Linked DNA regions of Mus musculus: regions 1, 3 and 4 are each linked to region 2. The links are chromatin contacts, called in public Hi-C maps. All regions are on one chromosome and are shown on one strand. Each heading gives the region's core, a stretch centred on a gene start, on an enhancer-like site or on the middle of the called end of the contact. The rest is flanking DNA. Distances are from core to core; before and after follow the strand shown.

Evidence for each region. A called contact is a pair of places that touch in the nucleus more often than the background predicts.
Region 1: a contact with region 2 is called in a Hi-C map of the N1E-115 cell line, with 7 times the contacts expected there. The contact joins two enhancer-like sites. A contact is called at or near these places in 3 of 15 datasets of contacts at CTCF or cohesin (large pre-B cells, pro-B cells and stem cell-derived epiblast-like cells), 16 of 484 Hi-C or Micro-C datasets (the N1E-115 cell line, astrocytes, bone marrow-derived DN2 thymocytes and 8 more), 3 of 115 datasets of contacts at active chromatin or transcription factors (embryonic basal ganglia, embryonic stem cells and oligodendrocyte precursor cells) and 1 of 9 other capture datasets (embryonic stem cells).
Region 3: a contact with region 2 is called in a Hi-C map of the N1E-115 cell line, with 3 times the contacts expected there. The contact joins two enhancer-like sites. A contact is called at or near these places in 1 of 15 datasets of contacts at CTCF or cohesin (large pre-B cells), 5 of 484 Hi-C or Micro-C datasets (the N1E-115 cell line, Sertoli cells, embryonic fibroblasts and 2 more) and 4 of 115 datasets of contacts at active chromatin or transcription factors (SST interneurons, embryonic basal ganglia, embryonic stem cells and 1 more).
Region 4: a Hi-C map of the N1E-115 cell line shows a contact between it and region 2, with 5 times the contacts expected there. The contact joins two enhancer-like sites. A contact is called at or near these places in 2 of 484 Hi-C or Micro-C datasets (the N1E-115 cell line and nephron progenitors) and 1 of 9 other capture datasets (embryonic stem cells).

Annotation. Positions count from the first base shown.
Region 1 is chr12:109,016,458-109,019,554 of GRCm38.p6, forward strand. The region is part of intron 4 of Wdr25 (WD repeat domain 25); the gene reads left to right. Among named protein-coding and RNA genes, the nearest start is that of Gm52002, 27 kb to the right of the region's middle. Within about 2 kb of position 1,769, at least 2 of the 459 cell types and tissues checked have an H3K27ac peak or open chromatin away from gene starts, as enhancers often do. A contact at or near this core is called in the N1E-115 cell line, where this site is marked.
Region 2 is chr12:109,392,198-109,395,560 of GRCm38.p6, forward strand. No RefSeq gene overlaps it. Among named protein-coding and RNA genes, the nearest start is that of Dlk1, 60 kb to the right of the region's middle. Within about 2 kb of position 1,299, at least 33 of the 459 cell types and tissues checked have an H3K27ac peak or open chromatin away from gene starts, as enhancers often do. A contact at or near this core is called in the N1E-115 cell line, where this site is marked.
Region 3 is chr12:108,983,169-108,986,418 of GRCm38.p6, forward strand. All of the region lies in intron 3 of Wdr25 (WD repeat domain 25), which reads left to right. Among named protein-coding and RNA genes, the nearest start is that of Gm52002, 61 kb to the right of the region's middle. Within about 2 kb of position 1,768, at least 39 of the 459 cell types and tissues checked have an H3K27ac peak or open chromatin away from gene starts, as enhancers often do. A contact at or near this core is called in the N1E-115 cell line, where this site is marked.
Region 4 is chr12:109,109,476-109,112,589 of GRCm38.p6, forward strand. No RefSeq gene overlaps it. Among named protein-coding and RNA genes, the nearest start is that of Begain, 43 kb to the left of the region's middle. Within about 2 kb of position 1,591, at least 15 of the 459 cell types and tissues checked have an H3K27ac peak or open chromatin away from gene starts, as enhancers often do. A contact at or near this core is called in the N1E-115 cell line, where this site is marked.

The sequences.
Region 1 (3,097 bases), core at 519-3,018, 380 kb before region 2:
TGATTGTCATGCTCATTTTTCTTGTTGCTGTGACTTGAGAAGAAGCAACTTAAGGAGGCTTTCCTCTGCTTCACAGTAGGGGATGGATAACCCTTTACAGTGGGGAGCACATGGTGGCCTGAGCAGGGGGGCTGGCTGGTCACATTGCATCTGCGGTCAGAAAGCAGACAGTGAACAGGAAGTAGAACAGGCATGGAATCTCCAGGCCCATCTGTCAGTGACCCACTCCCTCTAGCAAGTCTCTGTCTTCAGAAGGTTCTGCAGCCTTCCCTAATGGCCTCTCCATCAGGGGACCCAGTGTTCACACAGCCTACGAGGAATTCCACGTTCAGACAACAGTGATGTGTTTACAGATGGCTCCAGGGTTAGTGGGCCGGCTCAGTGGGTAACGTCAGTGGGTAAAGATGCCTGCCATGTCAGTCTGACAGTCTGAGTTTGACTCCCGAGACCGACCCACATGGAGGTGGCGGGGGAGGACCAGCCCCACAGAGTTGTCCTCTGCCTCGCACATGCAGGTGCTAACATGTGTGATATAAATCACAGTAGTAAATTGTAAAGCAATGTAAAATGAGAGGTTAGAGCTCTGGGTGGTGACTGTTAGGAGATGGAGGTTCTTTCAAGTGGCGTCAGAGGGGACTCGTCAGGACCTCCCTCTCTGCTCTTCCATGTCTCCTGCCCTGTGGAGACAGTGTTTGTCTCCTCTGCTCCCTCTGCCTGGTGCGATGGCAGGAAGGTGCAGAACCCTCACACACACTGTGTCTCCTGGTGCCTTGATCTTGGGCTTTCCAAACTGCAGAACTGTGAGAAATATCATTGTCTTATTCCACAGTTACCCATGGGACTAGAGCAAGGCGGCTGACGCTGGCGACTTAGAGCAGATCTGATTCCTTCGCAGTTCTCTTGGTTTGGAGTTCACTGCTTCTATTTGAAGTTCTGTACTAGTTGCCTGAGGGCTAGGATTCTTCTGTTCTGCCATGAACAAACGTTCCCCAAAGAAGCTGTGATGAAGGAACCTTCTGCAAACCCTGTTAGCACATTAAAGCGTTGGTGGCCGTGGGTGGGGAGGTTGGAATGTTGCAGGTCCACAGCCTAATTACAGTTTGTCTTGAGTGATCTTTATTCTCCTACATAGCCGTTCCTTGCCCATTTCTGTGTCAGACCTAATGTCCTGTGACTAACAGATAAAAACCTTCAGAATGTATTAACTTTAAAATACCCTAGTTTCTACTAACCAAAAGCCAGAGAATAATCAGATGGCATCCAGTGCCTGTATTTGGGGTTCTCTGATTTGCTCTTCTGTTTCTACAAAAACTTTATGAAACTGCTTCTTAGGGAACATTGGAGTAGAATTGAAGGAACTCTAAATCTGTGTTATAAGTTTGTTTGTTTTTACGTTAATCTCTATTTATTGTGTTCGGGCACTATGTGGCACTGTGTGCCACAGTGAAGGTGAAAGGGCAACTTGTGGGAGTCAAGTGTTCCCCTCTCACCATGTAGGTCCTCGGACTTGAATGCAATCCATCAGGCTTGGGAGCAGGCACCGTAAGCTGCTGAGCTGCCTTACCAGCCCTGTGCTGAGGAGTTCTTAGCAGCTGCCCTCCTCACTCATGGACCTCTTTTCCGGAAGACTTATATACAGACTTTCAACTTTACCGCCCCGTGATACATGGTTATTATCTTTGGTGGGCATAGCTATTTTTATAAAGTTGATAACAAAGCTTGTTGTACATCTCACTCATAAGCCCTGTTCTCTCGGGTTGCCTTTGTAAATGGCTTGGTTTGTCCAGAGAAAGCAGGACGGTCCTTCCAGGACCCCCATCACCCCATCACTTGTTAGTTGTTGGTTTTGTGTCTCTGTGATCAAAGCACACGACGAGGAGCAATCCAGAGGAGGGCCGATGGGCTCAGGCATGGTGGAGAGGGTGTGGCAGGGCCTCAGTAGTACTGGGAGTGGGAGAGACGTCCATCACAGCAGACCTGAAACAGGGAGGCCAGAAGCCAGGCCCGCCCCTGGTGCCCCTCTCCTGAAGGTCCCCTGCTCTCCCTAAATGACACAACTGGCAGGGGGGATAAGCACTTAAACCATGAGCCTGTGTGGCCTTATAACCCCAGCAGGAAGCCACCCGGTCCTGAGGTTTTCACCCTCAGGTCAGTGGGAACATCCAGGGTCCCATCCGTCCCGTAGGAAGCTGCTAGTGTGCTTGGCCTGTTCAGGTCTGGTAGTTTATGTCACAGGCCTGTGTAGTGTCCTAACACGAAGAATGACCTGGTCCTGGTTTGTCTTACCTGTCAGAAAGATCCCTGGGCCTAACTGGGCTCCCCTGGCCGCCTGGCAGAGCTGGCCGCCTGGCAGAGCTGGCCGCCTGGCAGAGCTGGCCGCCTTTGCTCTGCACACTCTGGAAGTCGAACTATCGGCAAGTGTCTGGGTTGTGGTTGTGAGATAAGCTGACAACTCCATCTCTTAACTGTTCCTCTTCTCCACATTGGCCCTCCCAGTGTTAACGCAGCCACGCTGGCTTTCATTTGATTAGCTTTAATACGGTGCGCCTTTCAACCAAGCACTTTGAGTCTATCTGTTTGGTTTGATTTAAAGTGGCTTTCTGGTGATGAGCTCGTTGAGTCTTTTTTTTTTTTTTTAATTTTCATTTATTTATTCTTGAAACAGGATCTGGCCTCAGACTCCTGGATCCAAGCAAGCCTCCTAAGCAAGTTGGCCTGCAGGTGGTGGCACTACATCTTGCTTTGCTGGAACTTCAGGGGAAACAAAATAAATCCAATGTTATAGGTTGTAGTTAGTGGTTTAAATAATTTATATACAAAGTGATTATCGTGTGGTTAAATTGGGCCCTACCGTTTACCGCTTCCCATTTTGTCTTGCTTTCCTTTGCTGTTCTTCTCCTGTCTCCTGTGGATTACGTGAGCATTTTCTGTTGTGTCATGGGCTGTTCCTTGGGTGAGTGCCCCCAGGGCTCACATCTACTGACCTCCTCCTTTCTCCTTTCTTTCTCCTTCAGGAAGCCCACTGATGAGATAGTTAAGGCTGTATTCGTTTTTACTTTGGCATAGCAATTGTGTCATAACGGCGGGCTTGCTTAGG
Region 2 (3,363 bases), core at 49-2,548:
TATGCTTATTCCAGGGAGTGGCACTATTAGGAGGTGTGGCCTTGTTGGAGTGGGTGTGGCCTTGTTGGAGGAAGTGTGTCACTGTGAGGGTGGGCTTTAAGACCCTCCACCTACCTGCCCGGAAGTCTTCTAGTAGCCTTCAGATGAAGATGTAGAACTCTCAGCTCCTCCTGCACCATGCCTGCCTGGATGCTGCCATGCTCCTGCTTTGATGATAATGGATTGAACCTGTGAACCTGTAAGCCAGCCCCAATGAAATGTTGTCCTTAGAAGAGCTCCCTTGAATATGGTGTCTCTTCACAGCATCAGTAAAACCCAAATTAAGACAGTGACCCAGGTGTCTCCAAGCCAGGACTTGCACTTGAAGCCATGGCAATTGGGTTGAGGCTGGCACCCAGAATGGGCAGGCAGGGTTCAGCGAGGAGGGAGAATGGAGGCAGCTATGTCCAGGGACCACATTGTGAGGTATAAAGAAATGTGCTGGTTCCCCCTGATTGGGGAAACTTAGGTCTGTGGAGGTAACAAGCTATCCAATATCCTGAGATATGGACATCTCTGATTTTAACATTGAGCCTAGGTCTCAGCTCCTATACAGGTAGTGCCGTCCCAAGTCCCCAGCTCCTGGTGCATCTGGCCACCTATGTCAGGCTTCCATGGTAACTCAAGGTAAAGTTCCCAGAGCACTGTTATCCCCACTTGTAAGCTTGTCTCTTCTTGCTTTCTTTCCATGCTGGCTGGAGTCCCAGCCACATGTGAAATGGTCAAAGTGGCTGCTGGTCACCCACACTGTCCCTGTGATCAGAAAGGAAGAGCCCTACCTGTGTCCACACAGTTGGAGTCAGACATTGGGGTTTGAGTTAACATAGAAGGAAAGGTGCCCTGACCTCTGTCTGTCCCTTGGCTGCCTATGGCAAAATGAGCAAGGAGACAAACAGACAGAGTGTTGTCAGAGCAGGCTGGCTGGCCTGGCTGGATACAGAGACACTGACTATGAAGACTGAATGGGCAAGAGCTGTCCCTTTTGAGAGTGACTAAGGGGCTACATTTGAAGCCCACAGCTCACCCTACCCCTCAAGGGAAGCTAAGTCAACCAGCCTGGATCTGAAGAACCAGGGAGGCTCGAAGTTGCCCTGCTAGCCCCTGGGTGACCTGTCTGCAGGCCACAGGCTGTCCTAGTGTGCTGTGCTAGTTTAAACTTCCAGAAACCTCTTTTTAAGCTTCCAGAAAGAAGGAGGGAGGTAGGGAAGGCGTTGTTTTCGTGCCTCTCGCTTCATTTGCATGAGGTGAAAAATGTTTCCATAGAAACAACCAGAGTCTGTAATTTTTGAATAACGATTTCTGTGCCAAGCACAACCTGTCTTGTCTGGATGGGGAATTAAGTCTCACAGCGTTTCCCCATAACAATGGTAAAGTTGCCCCAGCTGGTAGAAGATAGAAAGAGGGTAGTCTGAGCCCCAAGACCCGACCTGCTCAGCTTCAGTTTCCCCCTCTTGTGAAATGCGTCGAGTAAAGACAAGATCTGAACCATACTGAGCAAACCCTCAGCATCTCCGGGATGGTACAAAGACTGGGTCTCTGGGTCTCCTGGTCCCCAGTCTTGAGTGGCCCCCAGAAAGCCTAAACAGCATTCTCATAAGTTTTTCAGAGGGGCGATAGCAGAGGGCTGTGCATCTCCGACCCTCTGGACTACGGAGGAGCATTCTGCCTGCCCCGCGCTCACAGCCAACTGCAAGCCTCCTCTGCGGACATCCCCTGCCGGCTGCCCAGCCCCGCTCACCCAAGCGAAGGAAGCGGCCTCGCCTGACCGCCTCTGCCCCCTGGTGGCCTGAGGGCACCACGCAGCCACTCACCCCCAGGCCCAGAGGACTGCATGGCTACCTCAGGCCCCACTGGAGATATCCTCTCTCTGGGAGCTTTGAGGAGGCCACCACAGCCACAGCAAAGCTCTGAGAGGGACCCCAGAATCGAGGACCGCTAGCTCTCCTCTCCCAGTCTCAGCGCAGGCGACCCTCACACATGATTTGATGGAGGGGCATCCTGCAGAACCCCACATTGCCAACATCCTCTGAGAGTCTCTTTCAGGATCTCAGTGTGGAGAGCTTAAAACAGAGCAAACTGAAGACTACAGACTGTAAGGGGGCAGGGGACAGGACTCTTCTGCTCCCCTATATTGCAAATGGAGACACTGAAGACCTGAGAGAGACCGGCATGTTTATCCAGGGACCCTGCGTGTTCCAGCCATCCCGAGGCCACTTCTGTGGTCCATCTTCTATGCTTGCTGTCTGCAGACAGCAATCAGAGGCACCGTCCTTGTTGTCAGGGGCTGCCTTTATTTATCCTCATTTAACCGTGGGTTGGAATATTGTGCTGGGACTGAGCTGAGCCGCAGACATGCTCGGCGTCTGCCTGGCTTAATTATAGCCCCAGGGGCTGGGAGCAATGAGCCACGCGCCTCCCGCTCCAAGGCAGCAAGCTGGTCTTCAGATGTCCTTCCCTTCTCTCTCTTTAAATACCAGTGTGATGTGTCCCTGGTTACACTCTAATGATGGCCTGCTGGAGACTGACCTTCTGTGGCTGGAACATGTGCCATTGTCTCCAGGTTATGGGTAGGGGTCAGTGATGAACAATGAGGTGGGGAGACATTGTTCAGAAGATCCCAGAGAGCACCTGGCACAGTCCTCCTGCCACTGAGGATGGGGCCAAGACAGAGCAGAGATGGGCTAACAGTGTCTCCGAGGGCTGTCCATCCCCCACCCCACCCCCAAATGCTGTGATGTGTGTCACCTGGATGTCATCCACCAGTACAGGGAAAAGACTAAAGATGGGAGAATCACGGCCTTCCAGCTCAGGCCTCAAATACAGCAGGACAGCTGTCAGTCACAGATGGCCTGGGAAAGCCAGAAGAGACTTTGAGGGACACAAAGGTGGGGCCTATGCTACACCACTATGGTGTAGCCCAGAAGCCACTAGTGGGCGGGTGCCATGTCTATCCATCTTTGAGGGTACCACGGTGCCAACTAAAAGCCAGTGGAGGTCTGGAGATGAGGCTCTGTTGGTAGAGTGCTTGCCTAGGATGCTGGAGGCTCTGGGTTTGAGTCACAGCACCACAGAAGGATGCTTGTAACCTCAGCACTTAGGAGATGGAGATGGAAGAACCCAGGATTCACAGTCCCTCTTAGCTATACAGTGTGTTCAAGGCTAGCCTGGGCTAAAAGGAAACTTTGTTTCCAAAATAAACAAGCAACCCCACAAAAGTCAAAGCAGTGTGTCTGCAAAAGCGGCAGCTGGCATGGAGGAAGCTGTTCTCCTCCTTCTTGGAGTCTCAGGATCCAGTGTTGCCCCACCATGGGGTGCAGTGGTGGG
Region 3 (3,250 bases), core at 518-3,017, 410 kb before region 2:
GCCCCCCTTGATGACTTTCTTGAGGTCATCCAACTGTTGGTGACAGCTGGATGTAGCTTGGGCTTATGGGGCTGGCAAAGGTATCTTGTCAACACATGGACTAGTGTGCCTTCCCACACCCCTCCCTGTCCTGGACAAACTAGCTTGGCCTAACTTTTGGCAGAGTGCTTGGCTGTCTCCAGGCAGTGTCTCAGCATCTACAGAAAACAGGCTCTGGGAGGATGGAGTGCCTGCAGGATCTTGACTGACCTCTCTGATTGAGTGGCAAGCTGAAGTATGCTTCTTGAGCTGTGGACAGCTATGTTCCAGCAGGAACAGGGCTAGCCCTGACAGTTTCAGAGCTCTTGGTATAGGAAGAGTGAAAAGTGTCCATATGAAGGCCGTGGCGAAGAGGCTTGGAGGAGAGACCATTCGAGAAGGCTCTGTCAGGCTAAGCCTCTGAAGTGCCACTAGCTCCCATGGGTGCTTGAAGCAAGTGGTGTGCCGCAGCCAGGGCCTCTGTAGGTCTTCAAGCTGTGTGGCACACTTGGGTTTCCCCAGCACACTTCAGGAAGACGTTTAGTGCCCCTGAAAACCACAAAGGAAACAGTGAGCGCTGGCTGTTGCAGCCCCCAAGGGGTAGGCTTGTTCTCAGACTGGCATTTGTGTCTGTTTGCCACTGAGGGCTTCTCCAGCAGGGTTCAAATTGATGATGGTCCCTGGCTACTGTCCTTCAGGTACACCTTTGCCCACCCCCACCTTTTTTAGCCATGTCACAAGACCCTTTCTTTAACCCCCTTCTGCATGTGTCTGCCATCTGTGACCCCTTCTCCTGGAAACTAAGCATCCTTTCACTGGCTCCCATCTAGGGAGGGCTTCTTCATCTTCATAAAGCAGTTCTTATCCATAGCTAGGACACTCATGCCAGCCCTCCTTATGAAGAAGATGACACCAGGCCCTGGCACGATTTTATTGATTGAAATGGGCTTACAGTAGCCATGTTTCTCCTCTGTGTGGGCAGCAGCCATCAAGGAACAACTGGTTCTTCTTAGGTTAGGCCCCCTTTGTTGACTGGCCCCGGATCTGAACTCAGTCAGGCCATGTTTGATGTTAGTATGGTGGCTTATGTGTTTCAACAAAGCTGCTTACAGCCAAACACAGCTGGTTTGCAAGCTAACTCCCCACCTCCTAATTTTAAGAAATGCAGTTTTGTCCAGCTTGATAATTGAAAGTGGCTGGGCTTGGAAGGAAAAGAATGGCAGCTGCCAGCTCCTGCAGCCACCATCCATGTGGCCGTACTGTCTGTCAGGTCCAGGGCTTGCTTCTGCTCTTCTGTGTCTGCTCTCACACCCACCCCTGAAGGGCAGTTTTGAGCATGGCTTTGCAGTAAGGCTGTCAGGCTCTGAGCCCAGAGCGTGCCAGTGGGCATGCAGACAAGGCCTACCTGGCCCTCAGCCCGCATCCTGCCTGGCCTCTGCCCCCTTGCCCGCATGGCCCTGATCCTGCTGCACAGAGGGTGATTTGAACGTTAGCAAGCTTCTTTTCTCCTTAACTTTGAGTCAGGATGGTTACATTTACAGCTGGCTGAATACTTCCCAGAGGACGCTGTAACGATATTGATTTTAGCGAGATGAGTCATATGCCTGCTGCCTGGGAACATAGGCTCAATTACCACGGGCCAACAACACAAGCTTTTCCCTGTCAACATTTTCCCTACATGTCCCTGAGTCTGTGGCTAGGAACAAAGAGCCACGGAGGAGGAAAGGTCACGAGTCGCCGGTGGGTCTGGAGGTGGGATGCAGACAGAGGGACTCTGGGGTCAGACGAGCCAGTCAGTGTCTGTGTGGCTGGCCGTAGGGCCAGATGTCCTCTCCCTCACCAGACTCCCTTTCCTCAGCTCCGAGATGCAGATTAGTTCCTGCCCTTACCCAGGATTGCTGTGTGACAAGTGCAGGATCCAACCAGGCCTGCGGGGATAAGCTTACTGTACATGTTGGTCCCCCTTCCCACGTGTGACCTCAGAGTAGCATAGCCAAGGTGAGCTCCCTGCAGGGGGCATGGTCGTCCCTTCTCTTTCAAAGGGATCAGTACTTGGGTTTCACTTCATCTGAAGTGCCATTGATGAGTCAGGAGTGGTCTGGGAGCCAAACATGCTGAGTGAAAATGGAGGTGCATAGGCCCCGACTCAGCATTAGGCTGCCAGATGTTGTCACCCTGGCTACAGGAGGGGCTGCCCCAGGTAAGCTTGATTTCTATCCCAGCGCTCAGTGGTTGCCTGCCTGGGTCACCCAGCCCCTCAGTGGTACTGGATGGAGAAGCTATGGAAGTGGTAGTGTTTGGAGAGTGAGTACTCAGAGTTTCTGTGGAACCCTTGAACCATGGCTTTGCTTTAAAGGACGGTTTATTCTAGGGCTGTGGATTGAACTTGGAGCCTCAGACTCATAAGCAAGGACTCTGTGCTGACACCCCCCCCCCCAAGCCCAGAAACATAGTTTCTATTTGTATCATTATCGATCCAAAAGGGAAAAGAAGTAATTTTTCTTAACTCCAAGAAGATCCAAACAGTTTTTATACTGGTTGAGCTCATTATAACCAGATCAATACAGCCAAGTGCCAATGGATTACATATTTTAAAGCTCAATTTCCTATAAGCCTGCAGTGAATAAACAGAAATTCCTATAACAAGCAGACAAGCAAGATAGTCCCAAGGTGAAAGGTCTGTTACAGCTAGCCCAAGAAGAAGCCCCGCCCAGGGGGAGAACTGATAGACAGGCGACCGTTTGGGGGAGGTGAGAGAGTGCCACGGATTCCAGGAGAAAGACCTTCACCTCAGAGCGGCCAGTGCTCTTGGTCAAGCTTCTCCTTGCTGACTTATCTCCCGCCTTTCCTTTCTGCAAGGCTCCTCAGCAAAGGTGCAAGGCAGCCCAGGCCTGCTGTGTTCTCCAGGCCTCCCGGGAAAGCCCAGCAGTCATTAGTCTCTTAAGGTTCCCATGGTTAAAACCCAGCATCCCTTGGCTTTAGCTTTTAATTTAACCACAGATGAATTCAATAAGTTAGGGTTTAATTTTTCAAACAATAATGGCCCTCTTTGGTTGCTTCCTCCAGAGTGTTTTGCATAGCACTTAACGTTGAGTCCTCCTACCTGCCCGAGATGGCAGTGAAGGACCAACGAAGAGCCGGTCCAGGCCATGGGTCTGTCCGGCTGTCAGCTTATCCATCACCCTGCCTGTCTCCAGCATCCAGCTGGTGACGGTGGTGCTGTGATGCTGAT
Region 4 (3,114 bases), core at 341-2,840, 280 kb before region 2:
AAGCAATGCCAACCGTGTGGATCATGTCCACAACATGAGAAGGTTTTGTTTTGTTTTTGTTTTTCTTATGTTCAAACGGTAGCATACCTTCCCCAAACTGAGACAGGATTTTGAAGAGCTGTCTAGACATCCATGTTTTAAGCAAGATACAGAAAAGCCAAAAGAGGGAAAGGAGCCAAGTGTCCCCTGAGAGAAGAATGAAGTAGGAAGAGGTGCTCTGTCCCCACAGTAGAATAAAAGGGGGTTCGGCTGCTTTCCACTCTGTGGATGAACTGGAGAACACTATGCTGAGTGAAATGAGCTAGCAGTGAAAGGACAAGTACTGTATAGTTTAGCTATAAGCACTTCCTGGAGGAAGCCAATTCAGAGACAGAAAGCAGAGGGGGGGGGGAGGGGGGGAGAGACCGTTGTTTAGAACTTCAGGTGTGAGGCTGAAGGTTATACACTGTGGGTATCACTAATGACACCGAACTATGCACACTTAAAGTAGACAAAAATATACATTTGGGGTTGCATGTTTTTCTCACACATTTTTTTCCTAATTCTGAAGAAAAGCAAAACAAAATCCGCCAATCTCCATATTGAAAGGTTTGCCTTGAGTCAAGCCCAGACCCCTGTAAGCATCTGCCCTCCCCATCTGAGCAGGCAAAGGCCCTGTGACCCTCATGCAGGCAACATAGAGGGCAGAGGGGCCAAAAGCCCTGTGTTGGCTCCTGTGTGGAATGGAGTGGCAGCTGGTGGTTGGAAGTGAGGGTGGTCACATGGGCTGCTCCCTCATCACACAGAGACGGCTCTGGTTGGTAGGACCATTCAGGGCACATTGTAAAGACACTGGACTTGGAGAGGAACTGTTGATGAAGTAAACGGATTCTTGTCTATGAAAACTATTCTTACATAGAGGGTGGGAACAAGGAAGAGGCAGATCACCTATGTATGAAATATATCATGTGTGTATAGAGTTATGAGGAGGAAAGCTGGGCTATCTCTCTATCCCTCTGTCCACTCACCGAATGGGAACGATGAGAATGACCTACCTTATTTAGTCCACGTCTCCCAGAAATCAGAGCCAGGGCAAGCATTGTCTAGAACTGACACTGGGAGAGAAGGGAAGTTTGAAATTAGCTTTTGTGGTTCCCCAGCTGACTTCAAAAGGGCTGCCTGAAAGTACCTGGAGGTACCTGCCTGGCTGTGGGTGGGAGGAGCCACTGCCCAGCTCTTGCCTGTTGCAGGCATCACATGAGCAGATCCTAACCAGGGAACTTGCACTGCTGATGCCTCTGTAACCAGTGGTAGGAACAGGGGCCCTGCAAGTCCTATGGAGGGAGTGATGGAAGTGTCCAGAAGCCCACAAATCTCAAAGTCTTTCCTCGAACATCCCGGGTCTCCTTTTCGTTAGTGAGAGGGAACCCCAAGCACTTTGATCCAAAATTTGTAGAGCTTGAGGTAAAAGTCAAGGCTCCCTGGGGAGGGTGGGTGTGGAGGCAGCCTCGCCTGTTGGGAGAACTTCTCAGTCAACTGTTGGAACGCAGAGAAGGCAGGCATTGTTCACAGGGCGCTGGCTTCACAACACTGGCAACTTGTGCTCAGCCGGCTTGGCGTGTGCGCAGGATCTGGGGCCAATGTCCCAAGGGGTTGCTGCCCAGGTGGCATGAATGGGACTCCATTCACAAGAAGGAGCCACTGCTTGTTGCTGCTCTGGAAGATATGCAGTTATGGAAAATGGTCTGGAGGCTGAGGAGGCTCTGGTACCCACCAGAACAGCCAACCCGGATGTTAGAATGCCCGGGTTGGCCTATTTGCATTTCTGATAGAGGAAGCTATCTTCTGTCACTCACACCCAAATGCCCTATCCCCTGAGGGGCTGTTAGGCCATTGCATCCCCGGGCCCATCTTTCTGGAAGGAAAATGGGGACGCCAATGTGTTTTAGGCCCTATAATCCTTTAGGGATGGAACTGATCTAGAATGGGCAGTGACTCTGCCTGGATGTCAAGTCTAGTGGATTGTGACCACTATCTAAGCCTTGGCAATTCCTGCCTGTGTTCTTCTGCCCTTTAGGAAACTGTTATGGTTTCCTATCTGCTCAGCACAGGGCGTGGTATTATTAGAAGCTGTGGCCCTGTTGGAGTAGATGTGGCCTTGTTGGAGTAGGTGTGTCACTGTGGGTGTGGGCTTTAAGAATCTCATCCTAGCTCCCTGGAAGCCAGTATTCTGCTAGCAGCCTTCAGATGAAGATGTAGAACTCTCAGCTCTGCCTGCATCATGCCTGCCTGAATGAGCCTTGATGATAATGGACTGAACCTCTGAACCTGTAAACCAGCCCCAATTAAATGTTGTCCTTATGGTAATTGCCTTGGTCATGGAGTCTGTTCACAGCAGTAAAACTCTGACTAAGACACTGACCCTTCCTCCAAGGTTTAGAAATGGGAGGCAAGGCTGGGGCAGCTCTACCTAGCCAGGCAGGCTTCTCTGCATGGTCAGCCGCCAGCTCTAGGAGTCCAGAACATCTGCCTAGGCAGGCAGCCAGGGGCTAGCACCACCACATGTCTGTATTGGCTTCTACAATGGGTACATGCATGCACTATGGTGACACGGACATGTGATGGAGGTACCGCTCCTGCTTCTTCAGATGCTTGGTAACGGTAGGTGAAGACAATGCCCGATTTTTTCAGAAAGTGAACTGATTTAGGATCCCGAGACATCCGGCCCTGAGGGTTCCGATAAGGATGCTAACCTACTTCATTTCGCAGAGAACCACCTTCTTTACTGGACCCAGAAAGGGGAGTCAGGGGGAGGGGTCTGCTCTGGGCCCCATGGAAGTTCAGCCAGGCAATCTCAGACACTTTGCTGTCAATGTTCACAGTGTTGTCAGTTAGAGCCCCCCAGGACCCAGAGTGGATGGATGCCCATTTGGGAGGAAGCTAGAACCCTGGGCTTTGTCTATTGTTTGTAGTTCTTTCCACCCCACCCCCCACCGGAGGTACTTGTAAAACACAACTATTTAGGGTGCCATTAAGGACCAGAAATGAGACTGACTTGATCCTTGCCCCAGCAAGTCCATAGTCTAGCTCGAGAAGGCAGCAGACAGAGATGGCCTGAGGCAGACCACTTCCAAG